Linked DNA regions of Lactuca sativa: region 2 is linked to region 1. Evidence: chromatin contacts called from public Hi-C data. All regions are on one chromosome and are shown on one strand. The core of a region is the stretch at or near the end of the contact, and the rest is flanking DNA. Distances in the headings are between cores, read along the strand shown.

Region 1 (5,515 bases), core at 1,450-3,949:
AAGTAATTCTTTCAAAACAATAAGCAGAAAATCTGAAAACAAGAAAGAACTTTAATTATTTTTTACATATATATTTAACCATAATAGTACTATTATGGTTAAATATATAAACATTAATTACCTTCATTCATGCCACGTTCATGAATCTCATCTACAATAACATGAGTAACATCTTTCAAGTTTCTATCAACAAGTAATCTTCTCAACAAGATTCCTGTAGTGCAAAACAGAAGTCGGGTGTCTCTTCCTTTTATACCCTCTAACCGAACTTTATATCCAACCTTTAAGAAGAAAGAAAAAGGTTTAAATTTAATAAAGCTATGAGAAAGTCAATGGAAGTCAAAGATTCTTGGGGTAAATAAAGTATTGCTTACAGTTCCACCCAATTTTTCGCCTCTCTCTGTGGCAATTCTTTCTGAAACAGACATGGTGGAAATACGTCTAGGTTGAGTGCATATGATACTACATGTGGCCCCACGAAAAGAATCAATCTCTGATTCTAGAATAAACTGAGGAATCTGTGTTGTTTTCCCACAACCGGTTTCACCTGAGATGATAACAACCTATAAAGAAAAATGTATATTATTTGAAGATGCATAAAAGCTTGACTTTACAATGAAGTTAGAGTTGGAAGGTTCAAGAACAACTTTGATGATAAAAATGGATGTGAAAACATAAAAAAACTATGAAAGAAAGTGTATGAAATACCTGATTCTGTGAAATGGCATTTAATATTGTATTTCTCTCTTTGTAAGCAGGGAGATTTTTACGAAGCTGTTGCATCCTCCAACCATCTGAAGATTCCTATAATAAATGAACATTTGTCATAATAGTATTTGTACTATTATTTTACTTACATATTCAATTCTTTAGATTTACAAAATAACAAAGTGCATAAGCATAACATTACCAAATGCTATCAACAAATAACTATGAATGATAATAACTGGAGAAACAATGTAGAAGATAAATAGAACTTTGAATCGTTAATTATTAACATTTAACATTAGTCAACTGACAAAGGATTTACACAGTTAGAGGTTTGCAATATCTTCTTTCCCATTTTATATGTTTCTTATGCTATGAATTCCCACATAATAATAATAATAATAATAATAATAATAATAATAATAATAATATACTACATAACAGGTTTAAAATCAGTTCTTGATTAGTTTTAAGAATTGAACCTGCCAAGCTTGTTGTTCAGCCTGCAGTTGCACACTCCTCCTCCAAAGGAGTTTCTCAATGGCAGCCTTGCCTTGTGATGACAACTCTGGTAGCTCAAAGAAACCTTCATCACTACCAATGTTACCATTGCTATTTGTCTTTGAAATCAAATCATCTTGAGACCCTTTCATACTTTCAGCCTTAAAAGAAAGATATTCTTTCAAATGAGCATCAACTCTCTTTTGCAACCCCTCAGGCAAGGCCACCTCCCTCTGAGGGCGTTTATCATCAAGATCAAATCGGTAGTTTGGCAATGGAACCTTGCTAATGACAAGCACTTTGGCATACAAATGGCTGTCAAGATTTAGAGGAAAAAGGTTATTTTGGTCAATAATATATATAAGTAGGCATGTGTGCTAACTCTTGAAATGATGATAGTACCTGTGCAAACCCATGCTAGTTGCGAGGGCTGATATTTGTTCATAGTCACGCCTGTCTTTTTTTTCCCTTGAAACCAGTTCTTGTTTATCCTTGCTGTTTATTAGTGTTGTTAGCTTCCACTTCCAAGATTCTATATCAGATGTGTAAGCACCCTGGAAATGTATAAAGAATATTAAAATACAACAGCAAGTTTTATGATTGATTCCTGACAAAAAAAAGAGACCATGTTGATATTTTCTATGATTTCTTGCAAGTTTTATCATTGATTCTTCCTATGATTACTTAAAAATGCACGCAGTGGTGCTTGTCCTGACAATTTTACGAACCATAGCGCTGAGTATCACTTATAAGAAAACAATGATCGAAGTGAACTGAGGAGGAAGCATGTTACTAAACACTTACGTTATTCTTGTCATGAACTTGGTTAAATAACTTCAATTATATTCTTTACTACAAAAACTAAAATTCCTAATTTACAAGGAATGTAGTTAAATAAAACTCACAGGATGGAAAGAGAAATCGAATTCGCGACGGGGGCCTTCTTGAGAGACGGCAACGGCCTGAGATTTTATAATTTGGTGAGGAGGCAAGTAAGGATAAGGAACTGTAAACCTATTGTTAATATTGCTCTGAGATGAACTAACAAAAGAGGTTTTGTTGTCAAGAACAGCATGGGGAGTAGATGAGATATCGGGTAGAGGGGCAGGGACAGGGACAGGGACAGGGACAGGGACAGGGGCAGGGGCAGGGGCAGGGGCAGAGGTAGTGACGACGGAGCGAAGGCGATGGTGCGGAGGCACGTACACGGAGCCGGACGAAGACGGACGCGGTATGTCCTTCATCGCCGTAAACGGTGGTGGTGTGAGGTTTTATCAAGGGCTTTAGGGCACGAAAGATAATGGTGAAAAGCGATTTACATACACAAGAAGGCTAATTAGCCACCGCACCAGGATGGTGGTATGTTGTCAGTAAAACGGCGGCGGTGGCGACGGGGACGGTGAAAATGGTGGTGGATTGCTAGAAAGGGTTTGGTTTGTACCAAATAAATTTCAGATGCAGTCCTGAGCATATACCAATAATAACATATTATTATTTGAGAACTGAAAGAAAGAGTTGTTCTTTTTTTTATCATTAAAAGGACATGATTATTGTTAAAGTATTTTATAGAATAAAATCATAAAATGCTTTCGAATGTAATACAATAAAAGTCTTAAACTTGGTCGAAAATATCAATTTTACCCTACCACATATTTTTGGTTTGATTATGTTGCAAACTTATTATTTTTTTGTCGGTTTTGTTATTTTTACTTGTAATACTAGATTTCAGGTTACCATAAAATATTATTTGTAAAAAAAACACTTAAGATTATAAACATATAAAATATAAATAAATATTCAAATTTTAATAAAACTAAATAGTTTTTTATAATTTAAATATCAAAAATTTGTATCAAATGTGGATTGACATCTATTATATGGACGTGTGGATAATGTTATTCTGTGAGAATTACAAAGAAAATATGTTATTTAATAATATGAAAACGTTCAATCTTATATAATTATTTTAATATTTAAGCATTTTCATTTATTAAAACGTCTATAAGGTTATTATACATTTTTTTTAATTATTCTCATTCTGTCATAATGTTGTCATAATGTTATCAGGATGTTTATTGAGTAGTATTCTGTAAGAATTAAAATAAATAAAAAAACAATGAATAAGAACAAAAATGAATTAGAATTGATGAGAATCCATTAAAATAACAATAGTTATGTGAGATTGAATGTATTCACATTACTAAACAACATATTCTCTTAGTAATTTTCATAAAATAGCATTATCTACACGTCCACACAATAGTTGTCCACCCACATTATAACCTAGCCCTATATATATATATATATATATATATATATATATATATATATATATATATATATATATATATATATATATATATATATATAGAGACAGAGACAAAGATAGAGAGCTAGGTTCAAGTATTCTAACTAATTATTGTGCGGATGTGTGGACAATGTTATTCTATGAGAATTACTAAGAGAATAAGTTGTTTAGCAATGCGAATACGTTCAACATTACAAAAATATGGTCATTTTCATGCATTCTCGCTAATTATTATTTATTTTTGTTCTCACACATCGTTTTTCACTCATTTTCATTGTTACAGAATACGACTCAATAAACATTCTGACAGAAATGAGAATAATAATAATAAGTGTATAATAACCTTATAGACAATTTAATTAGTGAGAATGTTTGTTAATGACAATATTTATGTAAGATTGAACGTATTTATATTATCAAACAACATATTTTATTTATCACTCTCAAAGAATAGCATTGTTGATACGTCCGCACAATAATTAGTTAGAACAAAATAACCTAAACTTTTATATATATATATATATATATATATATATATATATATATATTAAAGAAATCAAACCTTATGAATAGCGAACGTAATGCCTTTTTAACGTATTTGGTCTACATCTTTAACTATTTTCATATGTTGTCCTTTCTTTTTATAGTTTTCACAATTGGCCCATTTCTTTTTTCCAAATACATTATGTTCCCTCTAATATCATAAGTTGTTCAATTTGATTGGTCAAAGGTTGGATACGTGTCTTGGACACGCGTTTTTTCCTGTGCTCTTGTGGTTTATCCTTTAACCTGTTTTCTCTCCCTATTCCATCTGTTTCCCACCGCCTGTTGGTCGATCGCTTTACGAACACTACGACTCCTAATTGCATGGAAATAATGTCACCACATAGTGACTATGATCACCTCTAAAATTGCTTTATGAGTCATGGATACATACAACGAATCCAAAAAACCACGTATCACGGATAAAAATAAGATTAGACAAACATATATCACACCAACGACTTATATTGAGAAGAATTTGGGACGTCACTTAACACTCGATAAGCACATGTTGAATATCTTTTTATAGAGTTGTTATAAATCGGGCATAAGGTACAAGGAATGTCAATACCACAGCTAGACAAGTTTGTTTTGGTAGGAAAACGGTCCAAGACAGCAGCTCACTATCGAAATATATTAACCTTACTAAGTTTATTTCATTTGGTCTTTATATGAAGTGATGTCACTTTGAGAATCCTTAATAACATATTCCAAACCATTATTAAGATTTATAATCTTAAGGGTTTCTTTGAGAAATATTTGTAAACTTAAGGGTTTTTTTGCAAATAATATTTCATGGTAACCTGAAAACCTATTATAACAGGTAAAAAGGGAAAACCCTACAAAAAATGGCAAGTTTGCGGTATAAACGAACCAAAAATCCGCTAGACGGTAAATCCAACATCCGCCAAACTTAAGGTTTTTGATGGCATTATCCCAAAAAAATTGACCATATCATATCGGATTTGACTAACTATTTTGTTACTCAAATAAATGAGCAATGAGTCTAGAAACGTAATGTTCCGGACTATACTAAAATCATGTTGGATAATTTAGGTTTTGATATGATATGAATCTTTTTTTTACATGTATTAGACTTAAATTGTCCATTCGTTATTTCAAATATATCAAAAAAATAATTAGTTTGATGTTGAAATCATAAGTATATATAACTAATCATAAATACATGTAAGTTAGAAATTTTTGTGTTGTAAGCAATTAGTTTTTAGTTAGAAAGACTTTTAAGTTGATTCAAGTAACCAAGTTGATTTAAGTGAAGAAGTTGAGATTTGAGGGGATCACGTTCGCTACACCCAAGGCTCAAGTGGAAGAGGCAAGTGGTGAAATAGAAGTTGATTCAAGTAAAGAATTTGAGATAATTGATGAAGATATGAGCTGGGAATTAGAGAAACCAACAATGGTCAAGATGGAGCGAGATGAGAAGAATAGTACAAG
Region 2 (5,515 bases), core at 1,361-3,860, 200 kb before region 1:
ATGGCGAAAAGTCAGCTGAAAAATAAAAGAAAAACATTAACTCATGGCTAAGGAATGGAAGGAATCACATTCCTTCAAGAATGGAATGGAATGAACCATTCCATTCCTGTGCTGATTCCATCATACATAACACTAACCTCCATTAATTCAAATCCAATTGATAACACCCACAAAAGGGGCTGATTACGGATCATTATTGCTTTACCCCACCACCCGAAAATATGAGCAGGAACAAATTCATCAAAAAGTGTCTCCTGAAAAACCCAAAACAATTTTAAATCTAAAGATGAAAAAAAAAGACTTGTTTGATACTCAAAACTACAAAATCTTTTTTCAAAGGAAAAGAAGATATGAAAAAGATTGTGAAAGAAGAAATCATACATAAACATTTATAAACCTGCTAGTTGGATTATCAGCCACATAAATTCGACAATCACTACCATATGATCTCTCAGGAAGCTCTGAGAAGATGTCAAAAATGTCAAAGATGTCAAAGATAAAGTCAACACATCAAATAAACTAATTTATATGAAATGTAAATAATACAAAATATGTTACCAATTCCAAGATCAGGGTGGAGATACTTCATAAGCTGCCTAGCATCATCACGATTCTGACATGAAAAGTTTTAGCCGAGTTTTAGGTGGTGGGGATTGTGGAAATTACAAATTTACCCCCCAAAAATGTTGAGAAGGTTCCATATAAGGGTATTAGCATAAAGAAAGTAAAGATAAAAAAAGTCAACCTGGAAAAGCAAAAAAGTCAAAGCAACAAGGTAGATAACAGCCATTCCATGAACTAATCGCCAAATTGCAGGATGTGGTCTAATTAGTAACCTGAAAAAGATCATGAGATTATTGAAAGATTAAAGTCTTGTAGGGGTAATGTTGTCATTTTCTCAAAAACTTAATTATAATGATATGGGCAACTTTGTTAAATCAAGAAACTTACGTTGAAGGAGCTTGCAGCAAACAATAAGTCAGAAAAACTGCAATCATTGCCCATATGCCCCTTTAATAAGAAATAAAGATTAGAATAAATGAACAATAATTGCATGAATGACACAAAATCATCATATGAATAATAATAATAATAATAAAAAAAAAGATTCACCTTTTGACTGATGTAACAAGATCAGGCGATGAATTACTTTCAGGAGTAAGAGCTCCACTTGCCCAACTGAAAAGTAAAATAATTTAATCATAACTTATACAAAAAACAAGATTTGAAAACCCAAATGAATAACAATGAAATGGTTAATGATTAGAAATACAAGAATCTTGATTTTTGAACATGAAATTCAAGAAACTTACATAAGAAAACATGCACCAATGAATAACAATGAAATAGTTCGAGGTTTGTAGGCCCAAGCTGTCCATGGGTCGAGTTCTTCATCAGTAGATGAAGTGCTCACTTCGCCATTAATATTGTAATGAATTATATGTTCTCTTCTTCTTCCTCTCCTATTAAAACCATTAGTCTCCATAAAGCTATATCTTGATCACTACAAATAAATTAAAAAACCATGATTATAGTTGATTAGTGAATAATCCTTAAAAGAAGTCAATAAAGGGATATGTAAAGTAAAAGTACACAAGAAATTAAGGCCGAAGGGATGTGGTTTCATTTCCATGGAGAATAGCTGGATGCAATGCATGAATTTAAAAAAGGGGAAAATGAATTTAGGTTGACTAAATGGTCAAGATTAGAAAAAGAAGAAACGGAAGAAGGCATAAAACGTCATACGATTATCGTTTTATAATCAAAGAATTTAAATTGATTTCAAAGATTATCGTATATGAAGAATTCAAGTAAGATTCGAGAGGAAATTTATGAGAAAAACACTATTTTCACACACAGAAAGAGATTAGAGACCTTTGATAAGTTGACGAAATTCTATCGATCCTTGCTTTTCCTACAGTTTTCTAATTAAAAAGGATCGAAGAATGTATCAATTCCACAACATAATTCGAGCACCCACATATTGGCTTTCAATCATATCGCCATCGAATCTCAAATCAAACACTAAAAACAAAACCATGTCGTCAAAATGCGATGCATAATCAACAAACCCAACTTGAAATTTCCATCAAACATTGAAAACCCATATCAGAACCAAAAAAGAATACAGAAATTAATGAAGAGATGGTAATACAGAGTGCATGAAAATGGATAAAGAAGGTACATATAGGTATTAAAAAGTACACAGACATACATGTACATCAGAACAGATTATCAGGAGAGAGAAAGAGAGAGTTTATTACATATTAACTGAGCCCTAGCCGCAAGATTGGAAGGAAAAAAGATCCGTACCCTTTGATCTCTGAAAGAAAAGAGGTCAATGATGAAATATATATTGGGAAGAACTGATGGAAGGTATGATTAATCAGGGTTTTGAAAGGCTAGAAGCTAACTGAATTCTTTTCTCTCTTTCAATTTATATTCTTTCAAAAATGTTTCTTGATTAATCCGTGTTTGTATATATATAGGGCGTGTATGTATATATTGGTGCCACAGAGAGATGAGAGAGAGAAAAACAGTGATATGGGAGAAGAAAAAGTACGATGGTCCAGAGAGAGAGAGAGAGAGAAAAGACAGATTTTATAAGATAGAGGAGAATTAGGAAGCCAAAGAACGTAACATAAATTGTTATGTGTAAGGGTGTGTTGTATAATTATGTGATAATAATATCCTTTTGTTTTATTCTTTTTATCTCCTTTTTCTTCTACTTTTTAAGTTTCAAGAAAAAAGTTTATGGCTTTTATAAGTTTAGACCCAAAAGAATGAATAAAGGTTGCACAAATTTATAATTTATATCGTTTAATTCAACGGTTTTGATAAATTTATATTATAATAGATAATTCAGAGATTTAAATCTAAAGATAATAGTATAATTTATTACCAAATTAAGATCTAATACTTGAAATGAAAATTAACTTTTGCTAATATATATAGATTTTTATAAATATGTTTTTAAAATAACAATTAAATATATTTTTTTAAATTGAATTGGCTTTTTTTAAAGTGGAAAGAATTATTCAACTTAATTATGACCAACATTTTTTTTTGTGCTTCTTCATTCTATTTTAAGACATTTAATCATGTTGGGATTTTGATTGATGTTTTGCGATGCTTTTATATGGTTTTTAGTATTCAAATTAATCTTCAAAAATCTAATTTTTTCGGGATTAGTGTCTATCAATAGGGGTGGATTAATTTGTTTAAGTTATATATTGTAAAAGTGCAAAATTGCTTTTTATTTACTTGGGTCTCCTGTTTGGTGCTTGTATGTCGTGGTTTAATGCCAGGAATGTCATTATAGATAACTTTCAAATAAAATTGGCTTCTTGGCAGATTTGATTACTTTCTATAGGGGTCGTGCTATGGAACTGAAGTCAATGTTGGGTTCTTTAGGAATCTTTTATATGACTCTCTTCTGCATGCCAAGTGTGGTTAACAGACATCTTGAGAAGGTTAGAGCATGTTTTTTTTTTTTTTTTTTTTTTTTTGGGGGGGGGGGGGGGGGGGGGGAGGGAGGAAGAAGGTAACCATAAATTACATTGGGTTAAATGAGAGATTATTTTAGCCAATAAACAAAACGGTGGTTTGAATATTGGTTCATTGGAAGCTTTTAACAAAACTTTGCTTCTTAAATGGAAGTGACGTTTTTTAGTGGATTATGATTCAATATGGGTTAAAGTTTGAAAGTCTTTGTACGGGAAACATGGTGGTTTTAGTTGGAATGATGGTTCGGTTCGTAAAAGATGAGTTTAGCATTCGATCATTGGTACAATCAATCAACTCATGACATCGGAGCAATCTCAAGGGATGCTATTATTCAAAAAGTTGGTAATGGATTGAATACTTCTTTTAGGAAAGACAAGTGGATTGATGATAGTCCTTTGATGGTGTGGTTTCCTAGACTTTTTATTTTGGAGACCGATAAAGATTGTTGTATTAATCAAATATAGAATGTGGTTGATTGGAATTGGAGTTGGTCTTGCCCAATCAAGGGGTAATTTTTGGATGCTACAAGATTTGACGACCCTTATCTTTCAGTTCGTTTTTTCGGAGTGTAGAGATAAGTGGGTGTGGGATGTTGGCGGTTCTGTTGAGTTTGTCGTGTTAAAAGCCCATACATTTATAGATGAAATAAATATGTCAGATGGAATAAATATGTCATTCTTAAAGTAAATATTTTCTATTTGAGATGTCATTTAAATAGGTTACAAACTCGTATGAAACTGTTTAATAAAGGCGTGGATGTCCCTTCGGTGGTTTGTTCTGATTTCAATGATGATTTGGAATATATCTATCATCATCTCATTCGGTGCGAAGTGGCTGCTAATATTTGGACGTTTTTTGAGAGATGGTGCGATGTTGTTATTCCTAATTTTGCAGAAATTAAAGATATGGTTGTTTGGATCGATTCCCTTCTTTTGTCTGTTGCCAAGCAAAGTACAGTGGAAGCGATTGTCATGATTATGTGGTGGTTGCTTTGGAATTTTAGGAACGATATTATTTTTAATGGTCAAAAGATAAAAAGGATTATGTTGATTGCTAGTTTGATCAATTACTTGTATAATTGGTTTGTTTGTAGAAATAAGAAGCTTTCTATTAGCCGGGTTGCGTGGTTTTCAACCCCTATTCTTTCCATTCCCTTGTAATCTTCCTATTCTAATAAAAGAATAGTTTTATTCTCCTTTTGACATGTGTCATCTTATTAAACCTATTAATTAATGCATGTTTTATTCTTCTTTTGTCATGTGTCACCATATTATGTCTCCTAATTAATACTTGCCACATGTCAACCTATTGATTATTATTTTAAATTTTAAATTTTCCATTCTATCTACATTAAATTAATAGCATTAAAATAAAATTAATACAAATTATAAAGTGATATAATTTCACATATTTATTTAAAATCAATAATTATAGTTTTATATAACTAAAAAATCTCCTAATTAATAATTTATTTAAAATAATTGATTAATAACTTTGAATTTTCACTAAAAAAACTTAATTAATTTTGTAACCGTTGTTCCCACGGGTTATAAACTAGTTATATCATATATGTTAGTTTTTTTCTAACTTTCTAATAAAATATTTAGTTAAAAAAAGTATCGAGTTAGGATTATGTTTTTTGGGTGGACATCTTTAATTTCTCTATTGATGTTGAGTGAACCAAACCAATTCCAAAGGGGCAACTTGGACTAATAGGTAAGATAAAATCGAACCGGAGAATATTTTGTATTTTACAATTTATTTATTTCACTCTTTAATTTATCCTTTAAATGTCTTGATTCATTAATCATTATAAATCATCCACTATATTGTATTTATGATGTCTTGAATCTTTTTTATGGTGTTTGCTTCTTTATGTTTGACATTGAGTGGCTAGGTTTCTTATATGATTCTTCAATCTTAGAGAATGTGGACTCGCTTCAAGATATTCCATACTCATGCTCATTCGTTTAAGACTCAATTTCTTTATTACTTTTTGCTCAAATCT

The links. A called contact is a pair of places that touch in the nucleus more often than the background predicts.
Region 2: a Hi-C map of leaf shows a contact between it and region 1, with 4 times the contacts expected there. The contact joins the promoter of LOC111911270 here to the promoter of LOC111911268 in region 1. A contact is called at or near these places in 3 of 4 Hi-C or Micro-C datasets (leaf and seed).

What each region holds. Positions count from the first base shown.
Region 1 is chr8:61,232,140-61,237,654 of Lsat_Salinas_v11, reverse strand. It overlaps LOC111911268 (DExH-box ATP-dependent RNA helicase DExH5, mitochondrial), which reads right to left and starts at 2,699. Exons shown (of 17, transcript XM_023907069.3): 1 at 2,115-2,699; 2 at 1,612-1,763; 3 at 1,191-1,524; 4 at 709-804; 5 at 375-563; 6 at 122-281; 7 at 1-32. The coding sequence starts at 2,453.
Region 2 is chr8:61,431,961-61,437,475 of Lsat_Salinas_v11, reverse strand. It overlaps LOC111911270 (CDP-diacylglycerol--serine O-phosphatidyltransferase 1), which reads right to left and starts at 2,610. Exons shown (of 13, transcript XM_023907070.3): 1 at 2,265-2,610; 2 at 1,314-1,504; 3 at 1,114-1,179; 4 at 952-1,011; 5 at 746-836; 6 at 559-613; 7 at 382-461; 8 at 138-254; 9 at 1-15. The coding sequence starts at 1,486.